7 separate regions of the Mus musculus genome follow, and regions 1, 2, 3, 4, 5 and 7 are each linked to region 6. Evidence: chromatin contacts called from public Hi-C, HiChIP or PLAC-seq and promoter capture Hi-C data. All regions are on one chromosome and are shown on one strand. The core of a region is the stretch at or near the end of the contact, and the rest is flanking DNA. Distances in the headings are between cores, read along the strand shown.

The links. Promoter capture Hi-C pulls out the DNA fragments that hold promoters and counts their contacts. Hi-C and Micro-C count contacts between places; a contact is called where the count stands out from the background. HiChIP or PLAC-seq counts read pairs in DNA pulled down with a chosen protein or histone mark.
Region 1: a contact with region 6 is called in an H3K27ac HiChIP or PLAC-seq map of embryonic fibroblasts, with 27 times the contacts expected there. The contact joins the enhancer-like site here to the promoter of Gna12 in region 6. A contact is called at or near these places in 9 of 39 promoter capture datasets (the 3T3-L1 cell line, 3T3-L1-derived adipocytes, the C10 cell line and 5 more), 5 of 115 datasets of contacts at active chromatin or transcription factors (embryonic fibroblasts, embryonic forebrain, embryonic stem cells and 2 more) and 1 of 9 other capture datasets (embryonic stem cells).
Region 2: a contact with region 6 is called in a FOXA1 HiChIP or PLAC-seq map of pancreatic cancer cells. The contact joins the promoter of Sun1 here to the promoter of Gna12 in region 6.
Region 3: a promoter capture Hi-C map of hippocampal neurons shows a contact between it and region 6, with 33 times the contacts expected there. The contact joins the enhancer-like site here to the promoter of Gna12 in region 6. A contact is called at or near these places in 5 of 39 promoter capture datasets (cranial neural crest, hippocampal neurons, liver and 2 more), 2 of 15 datasets of contacts at CTCF or cohesin (the NIH/3T3 cell line and pro-B cells), 5 of 484 Hi-C or Micro-C datasets (3T3-L1-derived adipocytes, the G1E-ER4 cell line, brain and 2 more), 2 of 115 datasets of contacts at active chromatin or transcription factors (astrocytes and stem cell-derived neural progenitor cells) and 2 of 9 other capture datasets (adipose tissue and embryonic stem cells).
Region 4: an H3K4me3 HiChIP or PLAC-seq map of forebrain shows a contact between it and region 6, with 24 times the contacts expected there. The contact joins the promoter of Foxk1 here to the promoter of Gna12 in region 6. A contact is called at or near these places in 14 of 39 promoter capture datasets (the 3T3-L1 cell line, 3T3-L1-derived adipocytes, the C10 cell line and 9 more), 2 of 15 datasets of contacts at CTCF or cohesin (the NIH/3T3 cell line and large pre-B cells), 3 of 484 Hi-C or Micro-C datasets (cortical neurons, muscle stem cells and pre-B cells), 23 of 115 datasets of contacts at active chromatin or transcription factors (the 230-238 cell line, the NIH/3T3 cell line, the SCID.adh cell line and 17 more) and 2 of 9 other capture datasets (adipose tissue and liver).
Region 5: a Hi-C map of uterus shows a contact between it and region 6. The contact joins the promoter of Mafk here to the promoter of Gna12 in region 6. A contact is called at or near these places in 1 of 39 promoter capture datasets (neural stem cells), 2 of 484 Hi-C or Micro-C datasets (CD8 T cells and uterus) and 1 of 115 datasets of contacts at active chromatin or transcription factors (thymic regulatory T cells).
Region 7: a promoter capture Hi-C map of pre-B cells shows a contact between it and region 6, with 4 times the contacts expected there. The contact joins the promoter of Micall2 here to the promoter of Gna12 in region 6.

What each region holds. Positions count from the first base shown.
Region 1 is chr5:142,379,128-142,382,296 of GRCm38.p6, forward strand. Gm31127 (a long non-coding RNA gene) reads right to left here. Exons shown (of 4, transcript XR_377178.3): 3 at 2,421-2,480; 4 at 563-1,160. Among named protein-coding and RNA genes, the nearest start is that of Gm31127, 7.5 kb to the right of the region's middle. Within about 2 kb of position 1,569, at least 71 of the 459 cell types and tissues checked have an H3K27ac peak or open chromatin away from gene starts, as enhancers often do. A contact at or near this core is called in embryonic fibroblasts, where this site is marked.
Region 2 is chr5:139,198,836-139,202,195 of GRCm38.p6, forward strand. It overlaps Sun1 (Sad1 and UNC84 domain containing 1), which reads left to right and starts at 1,802. Exons shown (of 23, transcript NM_024451.2): 1 at 1,802-1,864.
Region 3 is chr5:142,338,997-142,342,202 of GRCm38.p6, forward strand. No RefSeq gene overlaps it. Among named protein-coding and RNA genes, the nearest start is that of Gm30998, 23 kb to the right of the region's middle. Within about 2 kb of position 1,460, at least 38 of the 459 cell types and tissues checked have an H3K27ac peak or open chromatin away from gene starts, as enhancers often do. A contact at or near this core is called in astrocytes and hippocampal neurons, where this site is marked.
Region 4 is chr5:142,399,837-142,402,971 of GRCm38.p6, forward strand. It overlaps Foxk1 (forkhead box K1), which reads left to right and starts at 1,661. Exons shown (of 9, transcript NM_199068.2): 1 at 1,661-2,205. The coding sequence starts at 1,688.
Region 5 is chr5:139,790,221-139,793,210 of GRCm38.p6, forward strand. Mafk (v-maf musculoaponeurotic fibrosarcoma oncogene family, protein K (avian)) reads left to right here and starts at 1,316. Exons shown (of 3, transcript NM_010757.2): 1 at 1,316-1,492.
Region 6 is chr5:140,829,077-140,832,085 of GRCm38.p6, forward strand. Gna12 (guanine nucleotide binding protein, alpha 12) reads right to left here and starts at 1,355. Exons shown (of 4, transcript NM_010302.2): 1 at 918-1,355. The coding sequence starts at 1,220.
Region 7 is chr5:139,734,837-139,738,009 of GRCm38.p6, forward strand. Micall2 (MICAL-like 2) reads right to left here and starts at 1,497. Exons shown (of 17, transcript NM_174850.3): 1 at 1,182-1,497. The coding sequence starts at 1,324.

The sequences.
Region 1 (3,169 bases), core at 319-2,818, 1.6 Mb after region 6:
CCTGGAACCTCCTATGCAACTTGCAGGCAGCTCCACGGAAGAACCTTTTCTTCCCCCATAATTCTTTACTACTTACCTAGCCACAGGAAGGAGCCTTGTGAGTTCTGTAAGTTTCTTGAGCTTCCTGAGTTGTACAAGTTTCCTGTGAGTTTTCCAGACTTCTCCCCCTGCTTTTCTCTATTCCAATCAGAGGAAACAGTTACACAGTGTTGTTGGGGAAAGCTGGGTAGGGAGATTTCAGAGTGAATCTGTATGTTAACTACCTCTTGCTTTGACAACTACAGCTGGGCGAGTATGCTTGGTTAGTGGTTGCCTACGATGCACAGAATTCTGAGTTCGAGACCTACATTTTAAAGGGAGCTCAAGAGGCTTGGGAGGTGGCTCAGTAGGTAAAAGTACTTACTGCACAAGCATAAGGTCTTGTGTTCGAATCCCCAGCACCCACATAGAAAAGCCACATGGTGCCTGATACTCCTGCGCTACTAAGAATGGAGCGAACTTGCTGCTAACTGTCCTAGTTTGCTTTCTGTTGCTGTGACAAAACTGCATCACCAAAAACAAGTTGGAGAGGAAACCGTTTAGTTGGCTTACAGCTTACAGTGCATTATGGAGAGACATCTGGGTAAGAACTGGAGGCAGGAACGGAAGCAGGGATCATGGAGGAACACCGCTTAATGGCTTGTTCCTCATGGCAGGACCATCTGCACAGGGGTGGCATCACCTCCCATGTCTTAGTTAGGATTTTGCTACTGTGAAGAGACACCATGAACAGACACCTCTTATAAAGGACAACATTTAATTAATTGGGGCTGGCTTATAGGTTCAGTGGTTCAGTCCATTATCATCAAGGTGGGAACATGGCAGCATCCAGACAGGCATGGTGCAGGAGGAGCTGAGAGTTCTACATCTTCATCTGAAGGCCACTAAGAGAAGACTGACTTCCAAGCAGTCAGGATGAGGGTCTTAAAGCCCACGCCTACAGTGACACACCTACTCCAACAAAGCCACACCTGCTAATAGTGTCATTCCCTGAGCATATACAAGCCATAATATCCTGTATCAATCATTAATCGAGAAAATGGTAGCAGGGTGTGATGGTGGGCGCCTTGAATCCCAGCACCTTGGGAGCGGGGCAGGTCTCTGAGTTTGGCCAGATTGGTCTGTAAGAGAATTCCATGATAGCCAGAGCTTGAAAGAGTGACACTCTCTCAAATAGAAAAAAAAAAAAAAAAAAAACAGGCTTGCCTACAGGCCAATTAATGGAGGCATTTTCTCAACTGAGTTCCCTGTTCCCAGACAAGGTCTCAGTCTATGCCCATGTACACACTTGTGTGCTTATACCCCCACACCGCCCAAAAAGGGATGTAAAATGACATCATATAGATGAAATCTTACATTAAACCTTAGGAGACTCGTAGACAGCTTGTTCTCCCTCTCCCTTGGAGCATACTAGGCTTCGCAGAGCAGGAAAAAAAAGTGTGGCCCATAGGTACAAGACATCCTTGGCAAACCCGCCTGCCTAGCACAGCTTCCCCACACCACATGGCTGTTACAGGCTGCATTTCGCAAGCAACAGTCAAAAGAAGCAGGCTGCACCTCATCTGTTTCCAATTATCCCAGCACTCTGTGTGTTTAACACAGCTATGCTGTTTCTAAATGGCCAAAAGCCAGGCTGGGGGGCGGGGGGGGGGGGCAGGCCATCTCAGACACCACTTCCTTCCCGAGGTGACACACTTCTTCCCAGAAGTGGGCAACTCTGTGGGCTTTCTGCTTGCTCAAAAATGGGGTGATAGTTCTAGATGGGTGGTGGTGCACATCTGTAATCCCAAAACTTGGGGCGGGGGAGGGAGCTGAAGTTTCAAGTTCAAGGCCAGCCTGGGCTACATGGTAAGACCCTGTCTTTAAAATACAAAAGGAAAGATGTTGCTACCCTCAGCACAGAACCCGTTAGCTCCTAACTTTATCTCCCCACTGTCTTTAAAGCTTTCTTTTCTGAAGTTCACAGTTCTGAAGTTTTCTCATTGAGCACTCCCTCCCTTGGGTCCTGCTCTTTTTATGTTTAATTTATTTTAAATGTTTATTGTATTTTTAAAATTTCTTTTGTTTAGTGGTGGGAGCACTCATACCCAGGGACACATAAGTCTGAGGACAACTTGTGGCAATCGGTTCTCTCCTTCAAACTCAAGCTGTCTGGTTTGGTGGCAAGCTCCTTTAACCCACTTCGCTACCAGGTGACCCTCCCAGTTTTCTCAAATGTAAGTTTTGGTTATGGTTTTAGATTAAATAAAATTTGAAATTAATGCTGAATAACCACATTTGACCATTATTATTGCTGTTGTTGCTGTTTTGACATAGGCTCTTTCTGTGTAGCCCAGGCTGGCTTCAAATTTGCTGTTATTCAACAATGATCTTAAACTCACAATTCTCCTTTCTCAGCTTCGCAAGTGGTGGTATAAGCTGCCATTCCTGGAGAGTAGTACCTAGTAGAAGAACAGTTATTTCAGTTTTGAATGAATAAATAATGTGATTATTGTGAACTTGCTTATACACACAGTGGGAATTCTTAAGCTTCATAGTCACATGACATCATTACTCTGAGAGACTACATGAAATTGAGAATCTGGGGTATGCAGAAACATGGAGTAACTTATATATTGTCGTGTGGGAAGGGGAACCGCTGGAACCCTAGGTGTCTGGCCCCACAGTCTGCCTTGCACACACCCCACACACATGCCAGCACATGAGCAAATTTACCCCAAAGATAGATCTCTGTGATCCTCTGTGTGCATCACAAAGCAAGAAAACACAAAGTTCTATGGTCACAGACCTTTGATCCCAGAGTCGCAGGATGCTGAGGCAGGAGGATTGATCACAAGTTCAAGACCTGACTGGGCCATAGAGCAGTCTCAAGATCAGGCTACATAATTTAGTGAGACCCTGTGTCAAAATAAAAAAGATAACAAATGTGCTCAGTGGTAAAGCACCTGCCTAGAACCCCCCCCCCCCCCCCCCCCCGAGTGAGGAGCTGGGGCGTGGCTCAGTGGTAGAGCCCCTGCCTAAAATCTCCCAGTGAGGGGTTGGGGGTATGGCTCAGTGGTAGAGCCCTGCCTAGAATCCCCCAATGAGGGACTGGGGCGTGGCTCAGTGGTAGAGCCCCTGCCTAAAATCC
Region 2 (3,360 bases), core at 552-3,051, 1.6 Mb before region 6:
AAATGTCCAGCAGCTGGCCCAGGCTTCAGCAAACAATGGGCTCTCTGGCCTGCGGAGCCAGCCAGCTGCCCTGCCAAATCCACCCACTTGACTAATAGTGGACTTCAATGTTTGCCACAAATATCCATGTGGCTCGAAAGCCTCTAACATTTATTACAGAAAAGTCTCTCAACTTGCCAGTGGAAAAAATCAACATATTGTCAAACGCTTGCCATATAAGGAGGTGAGTGTGTGCATCCTGAGTGACTATCACAAGCTGCAGCAGCAGGCTATGTGGGCACATGCCTGTAATCCCAGCACTGGGCTGGAAAGAGAGGCATCCCAAGCCATCAATGGCAACAGACCCTGTCTGTGTGTAGATGTGTGCACATGCATGTGCCTTCACTAGTGTCTTTCCTTAGGAACCACCATCCACCTTGTTTTCTGAGACAGGATCTCTCATTGGGTTGGTTCCCATCAAGTTAAGTTAGTTTGGTGGCCAGCAAGCTCCAGGGATTCCAGTCTCTGCTTTCCAGCACTGAGATGACAAACATACAGCACTAGGCTTTTGGTTTTTTTAAATTCGTATTCTGAGATTGAATTCAGGTCTTTACGCTTACAGTGCAAACATTTTACTAACTAATCCATCTTCCCAGCTCCAGACCCTTTCTAAAAAGTGTAAAACCAGCCAGGCATGGTGGTAAGTGCTACTGGTCCCAGTGGAGGCAGGCAGAGCTACATAGCAAGTTCCAGGGCAGCCAGGACTACATGGAGACCCTCTCTAAAAAAAAAAAAAAAAAAAATTAATTAATTTTTTTAAAATGTAAAAGCCAAGGTCTGGAAGGATGGCTCAGCCATTAAGAGCACTTGCTGGTCATTCGGGGACTGTAGTTTGGTTGCCAGCATCCCCTTTTGGCAGCTCTGGGGCATTTGAGACCTTTGTAGGCACACACACACACACACACACACACACACACACACACACATTCATCATCCACTTAAACAGACATACACACAAACACACTTTTAGAAAAGAGTGAAAGCTAGCCAGCTGCCTGTGGCATATGGTAGTAATCTCAGTGCTTGGGAGGATAAAGCAGGAGGATTGTGGCAAACTGGAGGTCAGTCAGGGCTATGTCGTGAATTCTAGGCCACAGTGAGACAGTTAAAAAAGGAAAAACCAAGAGGGGCGTGGTGGCACACGCCTGTAAGTCCTGCTTCGCAGAGGCTGGCTTATCTCTGCGAGTTCAACGCCAGTCTGGTCTACAGTAGAGTTTTAGGGCAGTCAAGGTTACAGAATAAAACCCTGCCTATAAACAAAACAAATGCAATTCAAGGTTTTGCAAAACTGCGCAAGTGAGAGAGGGCCTGGTGGGTGGAGTCCCCAGGAGAAAAGGCTCTGGCTTCCAGCCCGCAGGGCAGGGCAGGGCAGGGCGTCGGAGGTTTCCTGCAAACGCTACGCGGGGACAACTGAGAAGAGGATGTGTTTGGGAGCCCACTGCTCCTTCAGCAGGAGTCGGATCTTCTGGGCCCACTGAAGCCCTGCCTGGAACTCAGCGCGCGCGTGCGCCTCTGCACAGAATCCTAATTCTAACGCCACCGGAGAGGAGCAGCCTCCCTAGGTGCGGCCCCTCAAGTCCCAGCGCGCCCGCTCCGCCCACTGACGCCACACGTCCCGCCCTTTCCCCGCCCCCCGCAGGGCCGTGGCGGGTCAGCGGCCTCCCCATTGGCCTGGAGCTTCAGCAGGCGCGCTTGGGATTGACGGACGTTCGCGTCGCTCCCGCCTCCGATCCCGGCGCGGCGCGCGATTGGCTGTAGATGTGGGGAGTCTTCGGTCCCGGGCCTGGGCGGTGCGGACGAGGCCTGAGGCGGCGGCGCGAGGCAGGTGAGCTGCGGCCAGCGGGCTGTAGGGGACGAGTAGGCGGGTGGGCGCTGCGGACTCCTCTCGGGTACTAGGGACTGTCTCAGGGCGGGCCGGGATGTAGGTTGCAGGGATGGCCCCAAGTGGGAACCGCCAACTGGCCACGACGCGCGTGACGCCCTTCGCGTTGCCAGGCCGCGCGCGCCCCGGCGCCCTGAGTCCAGTTGTCTCGTGTGCCCGGGCACTCTGGTTCCCCTTCGCCCCGGACCCCTGCGTGTTGGGTTCCGGGGTCTCCTGCCACCCGTCGAGGCGCACCCACGCAGGCGCCATCCCCGGGGCGCTCCCTTCTGGGGCACAGGTGTTGTAGGTGCGGCGATGGGCGCGGGCCCGGTAGCGAGTCCCTGGCCTGCACACCCTGCCACCAGCTTGTTATCCCGTGTTAGTTGCCTTCGCCCCCAGCCCGGCACGCAGGACGGTACCAAAGCTGGCCCGCTGGAGCTTTTTTGGATGCAGCCGGGGGGACCCGATGCAGTCAGCCCGGCGAACTTTGGTGCTCCCCGCTGTGTAGAGTGAAGTGTAGTCCTGCGGTGTGCGCTTCGCGCCTCCTGGACCAAATACTAATTAGATTTTACCATTCCGTCCATTGCACCGGTGTCGAATTTTAACCTGACTGTTCATACATTTTAGATCTCTCCTAAGGTCTTTTCTTTTTTCTTTCTGCGTCCCAACCTCATGTTCCTTTTCGGTCCTTTGTTTGTGTCAGGAGACAGGGTCTCATTTACGTACTTCTGACTGTCTCGGCTGTGTAGACCAGGCTGGTCTCACAAAGATCCAGACTGTGTCTGCTTCCTAAGTGCTGGGGTAAAAGGGATGTGTGCAACTAAGCTGGCATCTTGAAACAGGTCCTCAGATAGCCCAGGCCCGCCTAGAATTGACTATATAGTAGAAGATGATCTTGAGTTCCTAACCCTCTTGCTTCCACGTACCTAGGATTAGATCACAGGTGTGCACAGCCCTGTGGGTCCAGCCCTGGGTATGTTCTTGAGCAGAGTTGCAGTAATTTCTGGTTCTTCTCTCTTTTGGTTTCCTCGGCCAGGCCAGTCTTGAACTCTTTGCTTTTTCGAGACAGGGTTTCTCTATACAGCTCTGGTGATCCTGGAACACCCAGAGATCCACCTGCCTCTGAACCCAAGTGCTGGGATTGAAGGCGTGTGCCACCACTGCCCGGCTCAGGCCGGCACTTTTATAGCGTGCAGGCTGTGGAGAACTCTACCCAGGCTGTGGGGACTGGGCATGAGTCTATGCTCTAGTCACCAGAGGGTCTGATAGGATCGTCTGCCCTACCTTTTTGGTCGTTAGGTTTTTGTTGGGGGTAGGTCTTTGGTAGCTCCAGCAGGCTCTTAGTTGCAATCTGGGTGCTGTGCTTCCAGCTCCCCAGTGCTGGGGTCACAGGTGTGTGGTCCCATGTCCTCACTGGAGAGTTGGGCCAGAGATTTGGAGAGGTACTTTTTATTTCCCGA
Region 3 (3,206 bases), core at 210-2,709, 1.5 Mb after region 6:
TAGGCTGTTCCCTTGCTTTAAAGTACACACAAATACACACACACACACACTACACATGCATATACACACATACATACACCACACATGCATACATACACACCATATACACATGCATACACACACACTACACACACACACACACCCTACACATGCATATACACACACACATACACCACACATGCATACATATATACCATATACACATGCATACACACACACTACACATGCATATACACACACATACACCACACATGCATACACACACACACACCACACATGCATACACACACACCATATACACATGCATATACACACACACACCACACATGCATACACACACGCATGCCCTTCATCCTTTTGAATTGATCTCTGGAACTTCCCTCTCACTTCTCTCTCTGGATGGCCTGAGTTCTATCCCAAGGAAACACATGGTGGAAGGAAAGAACTCACTCCCATAATTGTCCTCCAGCCTCCACGCATGTACCATGGCAGGTGTGTAAACAGTGTGGTGTGTGTTTGTTTGTGTGTGTGTGTTGAATCCCTTAGAACAGAGTTACAGACTGCTGTGAGGTACCATGTGGGTGCTGGGAACTCAGGCCCTCTGGAATCTAACCCAGGCCTTAACCACTGAGCCAGCCCTCCAACCACTTATTACATATTTAAAATTTACTCAGTGTGTGACACACATGGACAAACGTGTGCCAAGGTTTTAGTTGGGAGATCAGAGGACCACTTTCAGGAGAGTCAGTTCCACCCTTCCACCATGTGACTCGAACTCGGGCCCTCGGACTTGCTGTTTGGTGCCTTTGCTGGCTGAGTCATCTCATCTGACTATTCTTATTTTTTTTTTAATTCATTCATTCATTCATTCATTTTATGTATATAAGTACACTGTAGCTGGTTGTGAGCCTTCATGTGGCTGTTGGGAATTGAATTTTAGGACCTCTGCTCACTCCGGTCGCCCACTTGCTCTGGTCAGTCCAGGTCAACCCTGCTCGCTCTGGTCAATACTGCTTGCTTAGTCCCTACTTGCTCAGGCACAAAGATTTATTTATTGTTATACATAAGAACACTGTACCTGACTTCAGACACACCAGAAGAGGGAGTCAGATCTCATTATAGGTGGTTGTGATCCACCATGTGGTTACTGGGATTTGAACTCAGGACCTTCGGAAGAGCAGTCAATGCTCTTACCCGCTGAGCCATCTCGCCAGCCCCCCATCTTTATTTTCTTGAAAGGAAAATTTCTCATTCTCACCAAACATCTACTCCCACGGAATACAAACATCACCTTCCTGGGGCTTAAGTAAAGCTTTTATTTCATCTAGTTGGCAGATGTCTTCAATTCCCGGCTGGCTCCCGTACAAACAGCCCAGAGCCAAAATGTCAAAGCTATGCCACTCCCTCAACCAGCCAGTCCCTGCAAAGCCAGCGGAGGAGTTGGGAGCCAGGAAGAGACAAGCATTTGACCCTGGGCCTCTTCTCCAGATATAAAAATGACGCACCTTCCCAACAGCACTACCCCTCCCCAGAACCGCACCTCTCCCTGCCACGCCCATGCCTCCCCCTTCCCCGGAGCCTTCCCCCACTGCCTCCCACCCATATAATCACAAAACTCTGTGTTTACAGAGCTGGGAATCTCAGTCAATAAAGCTCTTGGCTCAGGCTGGCAGAGTGGAGCAGGGGAGGCGGAGGCAGGAAGCCCCCTGGTGCTCACTGGCCTGAGGCACTTGTAAACTCCATGCTGGAAAGAGATCCTGCCTCAAAAAGTAGTAGGTGGTTCCTGAAGATTGGCACTCAGAATTGTCCACTCGTCTACACACACACACACACACACACACACACACACACACACGTGGACTGGTATGCACACACATATGCACAGAGCAAGAGAGAGAGAATGTTTACACAGCATCTAATCCCTCCTAAGCACTTTCTCACGAATAGCTCATTTGACCCTCCCCACGTCCCTGCAAGGTCTTCAGGCAGGCCTGGAGAGCCTGGAAGATCCTGGTTAAGCCCTCCAAGTCAGGGCAAGACTGAACCTACTCTGCCAAGAGTGCAGGCCAGGACGCCTCTCTGCCATGGCTGGAACACCAGAGGAGTGGAGACACCTCAGCCAGGGGATAGCTTTAAGGGGCCAGGCATGTGCATCAAGGCTGCTGGTGTCTGCTGGGTTCCAAATGATGGCTCCAGACAGGAGACAGCCCCATCCTAAATTCTGAACAGATTGGCCCAACCACACTGTTGGTATTCTGTCAAAACTCCACCCCCACAGTTCCTGGCAGCAGCCGGGTAGGCCTGGCCCACTATAAAGGGGACTGCTTGGCCCTTCCTCTAGCTCTTCTTCTCTTGCCTCTATTGCCTCTTTTGCTTCCCGCTGGCCCTCTCTCTCCCCATTCCCTTCCCCCCTCTCTCCATGAGGTCATGGCCAACCTCTATTTCTCTACTCTCTCCTTCACTCTGCCTTTCTCTGCCTCTGATACTCTCTTAACTCCCCTCCCCATGCCCTAAATAAACTCTATTCTATATTATACTGTCGTGTGGCTGGTCTCTCAGAGGGAAAGGGTGCCTTGGCATGGGCCCGCCGAGGCACCCCCTTCCCCTACACCCAGATAGAACATATTCTTATAGCGCTTTCTCTTTTTATGATCACAACATTGATGCTGTGACTTGCATGCGAGGGAGCCCCTTCCTCCCTCCCTTCCCTCTCTCTATCCGAGACTTGGGTGCCATGTGCCCACAAGCGCATTGCTAGGATATGAAACACGGCTTGCCCGACGGGGTCCTTTGCCTCAGCCACCGCTGACCAGCCCTTAGCACGGTTCTGCTTCAGCCCACTGGCCCCAGGGGCCACGACCTGTGGGACTCCAGCCGTGCACATCAGCCAATTTCTGGTTCTACAGTTTAGCTATTCCCACGGCTTACACAACCTGTTAAAGTTACCTAAGATTCTCTTTCCTATCCTGATAGAGTTTTACTACTGCTATTAAATTCTATTCAGTTATAACCAATCTATATTGCACTCAATCCTGTCAGAAGTTTTTTAAGTTTATGACACACAGAATTCCCAAAAACCTCTAACAGTTTCTCCCATGAGGTCTCAGAAGATATGGACACAGCTACAGGATGCTGCCTGGATTGTGATATGATAATCACTGAAATACACAGTGGACAAAACCGGATACCCTGAGTCAGATGGCTTA
Region 4 (3,135 bases), core at 411-2,910, 1.6 Mb after region 6:
TCACCGTGATAGGCTTTCCAGTTTGGGTCCAGAATGGATAGGCAGGGAAGTGTGGGATTGTGAGCAGACCAAACCTCCCTTCTAGCCTCCCCCCCCCCCCCGCCCCAGGACACTATGCCCCCCCCCCACACACACACACATGCACTCTGTCAACACGCATCCAGCATGGCCGTGAGCATTGCAATGATCACTGTAGGTCTTTAATTCACGTGTGTATCATCTTTCGACATGAAGCTCACTGAGGGCAAGACCTATGTCTATCTCTATTCTCAATCATTATTTTTAGACATTCTTTTGTGTGTGTATGTTTGCACTTGTGTTTGTGTGTGCACGTGCGCCGGTGCATGCACAGGCGTGAATAACTGTGTGCTCCTTTAGCCCTGTTTTATTCGTGTTTTTGTTTTTGTTTTGAAACAGTGTTTCCACTATGAACGTGGAGCTCACTGATTGGCTAGGCAGGCTGGCCAATGAGCTTCAGGGATCTATCTGTCAACCTTTTACCCAAAGCGCTGGGAAGATCGAAGCTCTCAATGGGTTTTGAAGTCGGTCCCGGGGAATGAACTTTCCTGTCTTGGGGGATGAGTGCCATCAGGCAATTTACCAACTGTGTCAGCTCCTTCAGTCATTATTAAATGTGAGAAATCGAGTGTGTATGTGTGTGCATGCACTCGCGCGCTGCAGGTCCTGGGGGAAGACTTGGGGGAATTAGCATCCCAGTGCAGGACCTTAAATTCTCAAGGGATTCACATGGTGCCAAGTTCACCATTTAAGTGTTTTCAACTACCGTCAATCTTCGGGTGTCCACAGTCCCTAGAAACAGGCAGAACTGTTCGCCTTAAAAGGAGCAAGGGGAACCAGCTGTGGTGGTGCACAGCTGTGACTCCAGCAAGAATTGCGGAGCCTGAGCCGGGTTGGTCGTCAGCTAGAAGCCAATCTGGTCTACATACATAGACCCTGTCTTTAAAAAATGAATTTTTAAATTGATTTTAAAGGGCTAGGCACACACCTTAATAGCTACACTCAGGAAGCTGGAACAGGAAGATCATGAATTTGAGGCCAGCCTGATCTAGGTATTCAAAACCAGGCTAGCCTTGGTATGAGACAGGATCTCAAACAACAAAACAAGAACAATCGAGATGGTTCAGTAAATAAAGGTGCTTGTCACCAAGCTTGTCGACCTCAATGCCATCCTCAGAACCCCACAGGGTAGGAGAGAATAGACTGCTGAGAGCTGTCCTCTCTGACCACACAAACACACGTGCGCGCGCGCGCGCACACACACACGTGGTAAAGAACCACAAGTAAATAAATGAATGAATAAAATGTAATTTGCAACATTATACCAAACCAAAAAAAAAAAAAAAGCAAAGCACAGAAAGAGTAGCTGTGCAGAAACGATCAGTAAGGAGCAGAGACCATTTCAAGCATCCCTGGACTTTAAACTCCAGCCTCAATAGGACACCCCTAAAAACGTGATGAATCCAAGCACCCTTCGGGACTGGAGGAGGGGGCTCTGTGTCTCTCTGCACCCGCCCACCTCGAGTGGAAGCTGCGCGCGCAGCGCGAGGGTCCTGCGGTGTCCCGGCTCCGCTCCAGGCCACGATCCAGCCCGGGTTTCCGCGCGCGCCGCCCCGCCCCGCCCCGCGCCGCCTCGGCCGCCACCGGAGCCGCTCGGAGCTGCGCGAACATGGCCGAAGTCGGCGAGGACAGCGGCGCCCGCGCCCTGCTGGCGCTGCGCTCGGCTCCCTGCAGCCCCGTGCTATGCGCCGCGGCTGCGGCCGCCGCCTTCCCGGCCACTACGTCCCCGCCGCCGCCGGCGCAACCTCCACCCGGGCCGCCCGCGCTGCCCGCCGAGCCCGGCCCCGGGCCGGTGCCCTCCACCGTCGCCACTGCCACCACCACCGCGCCCGCCCTGGTGGCCGCGGCCGCTGCCTCCGTGCGCCAGAGCCCCGGGCCTGCCCTGGCTCGCCTGGAGGGTCGGGAGTTCGAGTTCCTGATGCGACAGCCCAGCGTCACCATCGGCCGCAACTCGTCGCAGGGCTCGGTGGACCTAAGCATGGGCCTGTCGAGCTTCATTTCCCGGCGCCACCTGCAGCTCAGCTTCCAGGAGCCTCACTTCTATCTTCGCTGTCTCGGCAAGAACGGCGTCTTCGTGGACGGGGCCTTCCAGAGGCGCGGAGCGCCCGCCCTGCAGCTACCCCAACAGTGAGTACTGCGCCACCCTCGGGTCACCCCTCTCCGGACCTGGCCTGAACCCCCTGGCCACCCCTGACCTCTACCCCGCCCAGCTTGGCTCCTTGTCACTCTGTGATCTCGACCCTGCTCAACCTGAACCCCCCGCCCCCCGGTCACCCCCTGAACTCGCCTCCGCCTGGTCTGGCACCTGGGTCGAGCCTCAAATTTCTTACCGTTCCCACCGGGTCCCAGCCCTTGGTCACTCCCTCCTCCATCTCGACCCTGCCAGGCCCTAGCCCCTCTAATCTCGACTCTATCCGGCTCTGATTCCCTAGCCATCTCCCAGTCTTGATCCCACCTAGCTCTGACCCCTGGTTACACAGATCTCCATCCCACCCGGCCCAGCTGAGCCTGATCCTTAAGTTACTGGTGATCTCACCCATCACCTGGCTCTGACCCCGTGGTTGTCCTGATCTTAATCACGACCCAACTAACCCTGACTCCCCAGTTAACTCATTGGGCACTGATCCCTGGATGGGCCCGACTCCCATTCAGCCTGAAATCCTGTCACCCTGACCCTGGACAGGCCTGAACACTTGGGTCCATTCTAACCCCTTTCTCTCTCTCTGACTCTGACTCTGACTCTGTCTGTCTGTCTGTCTGTCTGTCTCTCTCTCTCTCTCACACACACACACACACACACACACACTTACACACACACACTTGCACACTCCCCAACCCCATCTGTCTTCCACTCCTCCCATGTTGGAGTTGGCTACCCATGATCTCCAACCCTTTCTGAACCCAGCTTATCCCTAATCCCACCTGGCCTCAATACCTGGGGTCACTCTTGACCCCCATCCTACCAGCCAGAAGCCGTTACCCCTGACTTCCCTTAACCTGAAGGTCCTAGGGCCACCCCTAACCCTTATCTCACACAGCCTAAGTCTTCAGAGGTCA
Region 5 (2,990 bases), core at 66-2,565, 1.0 Mb before region 6:
CCTTGTTGGAATAGGTGTCTCACTGTGGGTGTGGGCTTTAAGACCCTCATCCTTACTGCTTGGAAGTCAGTCTTCCTAGCAGCCTTCAGATGAAGATGTAGAACTCTCAGCTCTGCCTGCACCATGACTGCCTGGATGCTACCATGATCCTTGATGATAATGGACTAAACCTCTGAACCTATAAGGCAGCCCTAACTAAATGTTGTCCTTATAAGAGTTACCTTGGTCGTGGTGACTATTCACAGCAGTAAAAACCTAACTAAGACACTATCCATTGCTTACAGGGAGAGGGAGAGGGGGGAGGGGGAGGGGAGGGGGAGGGGGAGAGGGAGAGGGAGGGAGGAGAGGGAGGGAGGAGAGGGAGAAGGGGGGAGGGGGAGGGGGAGGGGGAGGGGCAGGCTTAGGTGAAGGCACTTAGGGTGAAGGCAGAAGGATTAAGAGCTTCAAGACAGTGCCAGTGAGGTGGCTCAGTGGGTAAAGGTACCAAGTCTGAGTTCAATTTTCGGAACCCAAAAGTGGAAAGAAAAAACAGATTCCCTAAAGTTGCCCTCTGACTTCCACACATTCGTGGTAGTGTGTGCACACCAATCCACATACATATGAACACACATATAAATAAGTAAAAAAAAAAAATAAAGTTTTATAAGTGTTCCAGGCCACTCTGAGCTGCACAGTGAGACCTTACCTCTGTCTCAGATATAAATCAAAAGGTCATGGTATGGGTCAGAAGAGGATGCTACATACATATCTCTTTCTCCTTTGTAGGGTGCATCTGCCTTGCTGATTATGTGGTGTAACTGAGCCACTTCGCCACCTTGACGTGGGCTTGGTGTTAGGTCCAGAACATGGTCACTAGCCAGTTGGCCTCTATTCTCTCTGCCAAGACCCGGGGAGGCTCCAGCAGCCTCAGGATCACAGTGAGTAGCATAGACGACAGTGGGTGACATAGAGACATAATGCCCAGGCTGAAAGTTCAAGGAAACGTGGGGTCCATACCCAGTGTGCGTCACGCTCGCCTGACACCCCCTACCTTGGGAAAGGAGCACAGACCCCGCCCCGGGTGTGTTGGGGATGGACAGGGCCAGGAGCTCAGCAATGAGACAACTGCACGTGGAAGCATGTAGGAGGACCCAGGGACTGGGGCAGCGAGGGGCGTGGCCATCAGGGGCGTGGTGCCGACGCGCGGCCAGAGAGGGCGTGGTTTTGGTGAGCGAAGAAGCGTGAGCAACAGGGGCGTGATCACTAGGGGCGTGGCCATCGCGGGGGCGGGGCGGTGACGCGCTTCGACGCGCGATCCCGGAAGCGGTGTCAGTACTGGGGAGCCGGCGGCGGGCGGCGGGTGGCAGGGACTTGTTGTTCTTCGCCGAGTCGGAACGAGAAGTCCGAAGCGCGCAGGCGGAGACGGCGACTAAGGGGAGCGCGAGAGCAGAAGCGCTTGTGAAGAGTGCGTGTCCGCAAGGAGCCGCCGCGCCCGGCCCCGCGCGCGACCCGGGTGAGTGAGGGGCTTCGGGAACTGGGTAGGGGAACCCAGAGTTCGTGCACCTGCGGGAGGAGCACCCCGAAGGCCGCGGGACCCAGCCTGGGCCTCGAGCACGTGCCACGCGGGACCTAGCTCAAGGCCCACACGGGACCCACCACGTGCGGGAGAGTGGCACCCGGGAGCCGTGCGCACCTGGCCATTTCCGTCGGCGTAGAATTCGCCCCCACCTCGCCCCCGGCCGGGACCCCGAAAGGGCCTGAGTAACTGGTGTCACTTTCTAATCAGCTGACCGGCCAGCGGTGCCGGATGTGGAAGCTGTGGGTGGGGAGCGAGGCAGGTGACCGTCTTGGCCAGCCTATCGCTTCCGTCACTTTCTTCAGGTGTGGTCTGGGGCCAAGGTCCCATCCAACTCTGAAGTGCGAGGTTCCCTAGTAGGGTGAGCGGATAGGCGTGTTAAGAGTGTGCATGTTTACGAGCGTGCGGCGAGAAATCAGAAGCAAAAACTCTAGCAAATTACAGGTGAAGAAAGCCTCGTGGGTCCTAGGTGCCTAGATTAGATCTCTTTGGGGGAGATAGACTCCTCTTCTGGTATCCTTGAGATAACAGCCACTCCAGCCTCCTAGAACTTGCCCCGTAAGAACGCAGTCGGTATTTGGGAGGTGAGGCTGCTTGGTGCTCTTGTTTCTCTAGGGAAGTTAGTCTGAGCCTCGCTTTTCACACAGCTCTCATTGCTAACACAGATGCACTTTAACAGTTCGCCTTCCAATTGATGGACAGGCACTCAGTACACTCAGTCCTCAAAAGCTAGCTTGTGTCTCAGCTGGTAGGTAGTTCACCCCTTCCACTCCTGTGGAGTCACTAAAATTAGCCCTGGGACCCCAGAGGTTGGCACTGCTGAGGTCATACTGTGGCAGCAACATTTCAGAAGGTATCTGGTGGAGTGCACGTGGGTACTTTGATGCTTTGAGCTGGTGTTTTAGGGCCAGGTAACTTCTTTCAAAGGTGTTGGTCTAAAGCCATTATGTTATGGTGGCACATGCTTGTACTCCTAGCACATGGGAGTCTGAGGCAGGAAGATCTTGAGTTTAAGGTTAGCCTGGATTGCTTAGCTAGTTCAAGACCAGCCTTAGTTACATAGCGAGACACTGTCACACAAAACCAAACTGAAACAGTAGGTGTGAATTTAAGCATGTGGATGGAGTCAAGAAAGCTGTATAGGCAGGACCTACCTGCAGCCCATGTCACTGGGGACAGCCCTCACTGATGACAAAAACCTTCCTCTCTCCTTAGATAAATCACGAGAAATGTGGTGTTTGACCTTGGTAAAGGGAATGTGTCTAATGTGATAACTTCTTGTGATTCCAAAAGAAAAGATTTACTAGACAAAACACAAAGCCAGGCTTTGCTGGAGTACATTCTCCTCTTGTTCTCCAACTGAGCTGGGCTTGCAGGGCCCTGTTCCAAGTTCAGGGCTGTGTACTTTCCAGGTAGTTGCTAAAAATGGACGTTG
Region 6 (3,009 bases), core at 105-2,604:
GGTCGGGGTGAGGCCGGGGGTACAGGTAGGGAGGTGGTTAGGGACGAACACGATTGGCACAGAACTGACCCTTGTTTCAATGCTGGGTAGTGGGTGTCTCGAAGCTCCTTCTAACATCTCACCTAACTTGGTGTGTATGTTAAATCACCATACTAAAAGGTTTAAAGAACAAAGTATGGGTGGCACATGCCTGTAATCCTACCACTGGGGAGACGGGTCAGAAGGATAAGGAGTTTAAGGTCAGCCTTGTCTACATGGCAAGGCCAGCCTGGGCTTCATGACTCCCTATCTCAAAAATACAAACACTGGCAACTTAGTCTAGTTAGTAATGTCCTCCCTAGCACGCATGAAGTTCTGGATTCAATCCCAGCACTACACGAACAAAGTATGGTGACACAGCGCCCTCCTCCTCTGTAATTCCAGGATTTGAGAAGTTGAGGAGAGAAAGGATCAGGAGTTCAAGGTCATTCTTAGCTACAGAGTGAGTTCAAGGCCAGTCTGGGGTATATGATATAATGTGTGTGTGTGTGTGTGGTGGGGGGAATAAAATGGTCAATTCTCATTTACAAATAAAAAACGAAGGCTGATGTCCTCCAACCTACACTATAAACTTTGCATGCTGGAGGGACAGGGAGAGTTGGCGACCCTCAATCCACGTGTCCAGCCCTAACACCCTATTTGTAACCCAAGTCCCTGAGAGTGGTCCAGCTTGCATTCCCACGGTCCCCAAGCGTCCAGGGCTCTGCAAATCTATCGCGCCCCTGGGAGGTCACGGGAGTAACCCCAACTGCATTGCTTGAGGTCCCTATTGGAAGGGAGGGGCGCCGGGTGGCAGGGTCGCGGGTCCGTGGAGAACAAAGGGGGCGGGGCCCGCGCGCCACCTGGACCAGGTGTGTGTGGGCGGGGCCGCGCGTCACCTTAAGGATGTTGTCGAAGATGGTGTCGCGGAACTCCAGCAGCGCCTTCTGGTCGAACTCCCGGCCGTGGATGATGCGCATCTGCTTGAGGAAGGTGGACTTGCCGCTCTCGCCGGCGCCCAGCAGCAGGATCTTGACCAGCCGCCGCACCGCGCGCCGCTCGCGGGCCAGCAGCGCGTCGATGTCGCGGCTGCGCCGTCGGGCCTCGCGCTCCGCGTCGCGCGCCGCGCCCGCCCTGCGCTCGCGGGCTCCGGCCTCGGCCGGCAGCAAGCAGCGGCTAAGGGTCCGCACCACCCCGGACATGGCCGCCCTCAGGCCGCGGCCGCGCCCCGCTGGGGCCCGCGCGCCATGGACGCCCCTCAGCCGGCGCGGCCCTGCCGGGCCAGGCGCCGCCCCGCCCGCCGCTCCCTCAGGCTGCGTCCGCCGCCGCCGCCCCGAGGCCCTCACTCGCCGGGCCGGCTGAGGGGCGGAGGGGAAGGCGCGGAGGGCGGGGCGGCGCCGCGCAGAAACTCTTTTATTGGTTGGGAAGTCTTCTATCTTGGGCAGCGCGCTTTTTTACTGGACAAGCGTGCCTTGGAGGAGGCGGGCACTCCTGTGGTCCTTGGGGCGGAGCCGGTGCCGAAAAAGGCGGGATCTTTTCGATGAGGGAGCTTCTTATTGGACTGCTGAGCAAACTTCTTTCTTTCAGAATGAAAGGGAGGTGGGGCCATTGAGGAGGAGGAGCTGAAGCCCTTCGCAACCAATTAGAAGTGCTCTGATCGTTTGTCAGTCACAATAACTACGCTTGGGATTGGAAGTTGTGGGAAATGGGGCGAGGCCAAAAGTGCCAGGTGTACAGAGTGACTCTCTGCCTTGATTCCCAGGTTGGTCCGGCTGTGAGCCCAAGATGTGGCTGCAAAGTTGGGAAATAGCGATGAGGTCCTCCTGCTCTTAAGTTTAGGGAGAAAGCTCAGTCGTTTTCCTTCCAAAAACATTGAAGCAGGGTGGGTCATCATTTTCAAACAAAAGCTGCTTTGAGTGTTACATGGGCCCCAAATAAGGAGAAAACAAACAAACAAAATTATTGTATGGGTCTCCCTAGGCACTTTCTTAAAATATGATTAAGGGGAGATGGTTCAGTGGGAAAGAACTGTGAAAGTGTGAGGACATGAGTTCAAATTTCCAGTTGTGCCTGTAACCCCACCTCTCAAAACCCAAGATAAGACCAATTCCAGTAACTTGCTGTGCAGCTATCCTAGCCCCAATGATAAGCTTAAGGTTCAGTGAGAGAAGCTGTTTGAAACGTTACAGAGGGGAGGCAGTTGAGCGACTTCTTGGCCTTTGTATGTATGTGCACTGGCGCGCGCACACACACACACACACACACACACACTTGCACACACATGCACGAGCGCGCACACACACATCTGTGTTTGTCATAATCACTCAGGCAGTTTGATGTGGAATAGTGGTCTGAAGTGTGGTGTCTGAAGGGTGTTGGTGCTGCATGGAGAATCATTACAGAAGCAAGAGAATTGAGATGAGTTTGAAGCCAGCCAGGGCTACATAGTAACTCTCTCACCATCTTGGCTAGAGATGATGTTGCAAGAGGAGGTCAAGCTTGTGTGATATAATCCCAGTATTGAGAGAGCCCGAGACAGGAAAATATGGAATTTGAGGCCAGCCTGGACTAAAGCTTGACTCTGTCTCAAAATGTTTTTTTTCAATATGTGTACCTGTTCCATATCCCACTTTCTATTACAAACAGAAGACAACCTTTGGTGTTGGCCCTTGCCTTCCACCTTGTGTGAGGCAGGGTTTCTTATTGTTTGCCATTGCATATGCTGGGGTAGCTGGCTCAGAAACTGAAGATAGCCCATCTCTACTTCCCATCTTGCTTGGAGTACAGATGCCTGCTACTGCGTCTGGCTGTGTGTGGATTCTAGCGAATCTGAACACAGGTCCTCACTCCTTTGAAGCCAATGCTGTACCCACTAAGGGATCACCCCAGCTCACGGTTTATTGTCTTTTAAGAGAGGTCTCATTTATCTCAGGCTGGGAAAATTACAGCCAAGGATGACTTTAAACTCCTGATCTTCCCGCCTTTGCTTCC
Region 7 (3,173 bases), core at 247-2,746, 1.1 Mb before region 6:
AGCATCCATCGAAGCTCAGCTTCCTGGTTTCCACATGACTGATGCCCCACTGAGCTCACACCATCCATCTCCCTGAGAGTGACTGAGGCTCATGCCATGGGGCCCTCCCAAGCAGCTCGGGGGTTGGGGTGGGGAATTCATAACCACAGGGCAGAAGCCTACTTCTTGCTCAAGATTCCGGCTTCCTGAGCAGAGCAAAGCTTGGCACAAGGGAGTCTGATAGCACCAGGCCTGGCTCTTCCTGACACATTGTGTAACACGAACAATATTTGTTTGTTTTTCCTTTTCGGAGCCTCAGTTTCCCCATCTGCACAGCAAGAAGGCTGGCTGAGGTGGGCTCCACAGGTGCTGCCTGGAGCCTCACTCAGCCCTAAGACCTCCCTGGGAAACACTCCCAGACCAGCCAACTCTGCATTTATGTACCATGTACAGGAGAATGCTTTCCTCTGAAGGGCATGGGCTGTAGGTGATCTTGTCCCATTTCAGGACTCTGGTCACCAGACTAACTTAGGTCCCTGTAACAGAGTCTGCCTAAGTGTTTGCTAAGTGAATAACTGATAGAACAGTTTGAGTTGTGGGCCAAGGTCCTTCAACAAGACAGAGCTGGCTTGCTTCCCAACTTCCTATGCCAAGACTCTTCTTCTATAGAAGGCTTTAGACCCAATCCCTGTCCTCTCCTACAACTTCCAAGGATGATGGCCCAGACTCCATTGTCTCCTGTCATTCTAAGGTGCTAAAAGGCTTGCGCTTCCCTCTTTGATTGCTTTCCCAAAGATGCCTAGACAAATTAGAGGAGGGGCAGTAATCCCACTAGAAGCCTCAAATGGCCCTGATCTTGGGGCCAGACCTCAGACCCCCAGGAGCTGTTCCTTTGCCCTTTCTCAGGGAGCTCGGGGAAGGCGGACGCTGCCCTGAGTCACCACTGACTAAGCCGGCTGGACAGCCCATGTCCTGGCCCCTGGCCCAGCTGCACTTGGTGGCCTGCACAGAGGCTACTTGACTGCCACAGCCTTGGAGACCACCAAATAGGCTGTACCTGCAGGTCTCTGCTCTACCCCGGGTGGCCCATCTGAGAGGGGTGTGTCTGAAACCTCCGACCCGGATCCCAAGGCAGGCGTGGCCTCAGTTTCCCGTTTGCAGCGGCACATCAGAGCCCGACAGAGGGGTTAAAGAGCACTCACATAAGGTCAGGCCGGTGTCGGTGCAAGATAGCGCAGAAGGCCAGGCCATCGCGGAACGAGGTGGTCATGTTGGTGATGCTCACGTCCCGGTAGCCCTCGCACTGCTGCCGGCACCATTCTTGCAGGGCCTTTATGGCGGCCATATGGGCGGCAGGACGGGCTGGCGGCTCGAGGAGCTGGCTACAGGCCCCTCTTGGGCCCGAGACGCGCAGGAGGCCCGGACCCGCCGACCACCAGCCGGGCTGGAAGAAGAGAACACCGGGAGACCGGCGCCCCACACACTCTTGACGCCTGCGAGGCCGCCGGCCCCGCCCCCTAGAGGCCCCGCCTCTTCAGACCCGCCCCCACAAGATCACGCCTCTTGAAGGCCTGGCTCACCAGCTCCAAGCTCCACACAGGCTCCTTGTTCCGGCCGCACCGCCCCAGTTTGGTCAGGCCACACCCACGCCCCACAAAGGGCACGCCCACATAAGACCACGCCCCCTCTTTCCTGGGACTTGAAGAATAGGGGCCCGGTACTCTGGGCGTTGGCTCCCGCCTTGGCCTTTAGCCATAACTCCCAGCAGAGGCGTCGGGGTTTTCTTTTTTTGTTTTCCTTGAGACCGGGACCAATGTAGCTCGCATTGGCCTCTAGCTTATTATAAAAGCAAAGATGACCTTGTGTTTCAGATTCCCCAGCCTCCACCTCCTTTACTGCTCTCGGATTACAGGCTTGTGCCCCACACCATGCCTGGTTTGTGCAGTGCTGGGTATGGACCCTGAGGCTTCCTGCATGCCAGGCAAGCATACCACCAGCTGAGCTACACTCCCAGCTACGGTTTTCTTTCTTACTTTTAATTCTATCTTATGCATATGGGCTTTGGTCTGAAAGTGTATCTGCACCCCTTGTGTGTCTGGTAGCCCGGGAGACCTGAAGAAGGCCCCTGCTCTTCTAGAATCGGAGTTGGAGCGGGTTGTGCTGCCATGTGGGTGCTGGAAACTAAACCCCAGGACTTCTGGAAGAGCAGCAAATGCTCTTAACGACTGACCCATCTCTCCAGTCCAAACCCGCAACAGCGTTCTTTTATTTTATTTTATTTTTTAAAGTTGAGGCCAAGCTGCCTAGTCTGCCTAACTCATCCTCCTGCCTCAGCCTCTAGAGTTGGCAGCCTGTTGACAAATGGGAAAACAGAGGCTAGGGTAGATGCAACCTCTGAGGAGTGTCCCTTTTCAGGGTCTACAAAGCTGTCTGGTTGGAAGCTGGGGTGGACCTTGCTGAGTAGTGTGCTTTCCCATCAGACAGATACTGGTCGTGATGGCACACACCTGGAATCCCAGCCCTCAGCGGGGAGAAGCTGGAAGATCAGAAATCCAAGCTTATCCCAGGATACATATGGGGTGCAAGGCTGACATGGGCGACCTGAGACCCTGTCTCAAACTTTAAAATACTGTCTGCTTTCCCTTCACCCTCAAGGGTGCCAAGCCAGCCAGAATAACCGCTCTACATTCACAGAGGAGGAAAGGAAGGCTGAGGGGGCACGCTCCAGGGGTCTTGAGACAGGAGACTCTTAGCCTCTTTCAAGTCTCTGAGGATGCCAGGGGTGATTAAGGAAAGTACCTCTCCCAGGTCCTCAGTTAGAGCCAGGGGCTGCCCTGAATGTTCTTTTGTTGTTTTGTTTTGTTTCTGAGACAGAATTTCTCTGTGTAGCCCTGGCTATCCTGGAACTCACTCTGTAGACCAGGCTGGCCTCGAACTCACAGAGAACCACCTGCTTCTTCCTCAAGTGCTGGAATTAAAGGTGTGCGCCACCTCTGCCCAGCTTTGTTTCTCCGCACCCTCAGGAATCTATATGTCATCAGATGGACCGGACTATGACAGCAACAGTGTGAACCGGCCCTTCCCAGCTGGGCCCCAGAGCTTGTCTAGGCAGGATCTTTAGGAAGGTAGGTGTTTTCCCCAAAATGGCATCTGGCTTGGAGCCAGGTGCCGTCTCTACCAGGAGTGAAAACAGG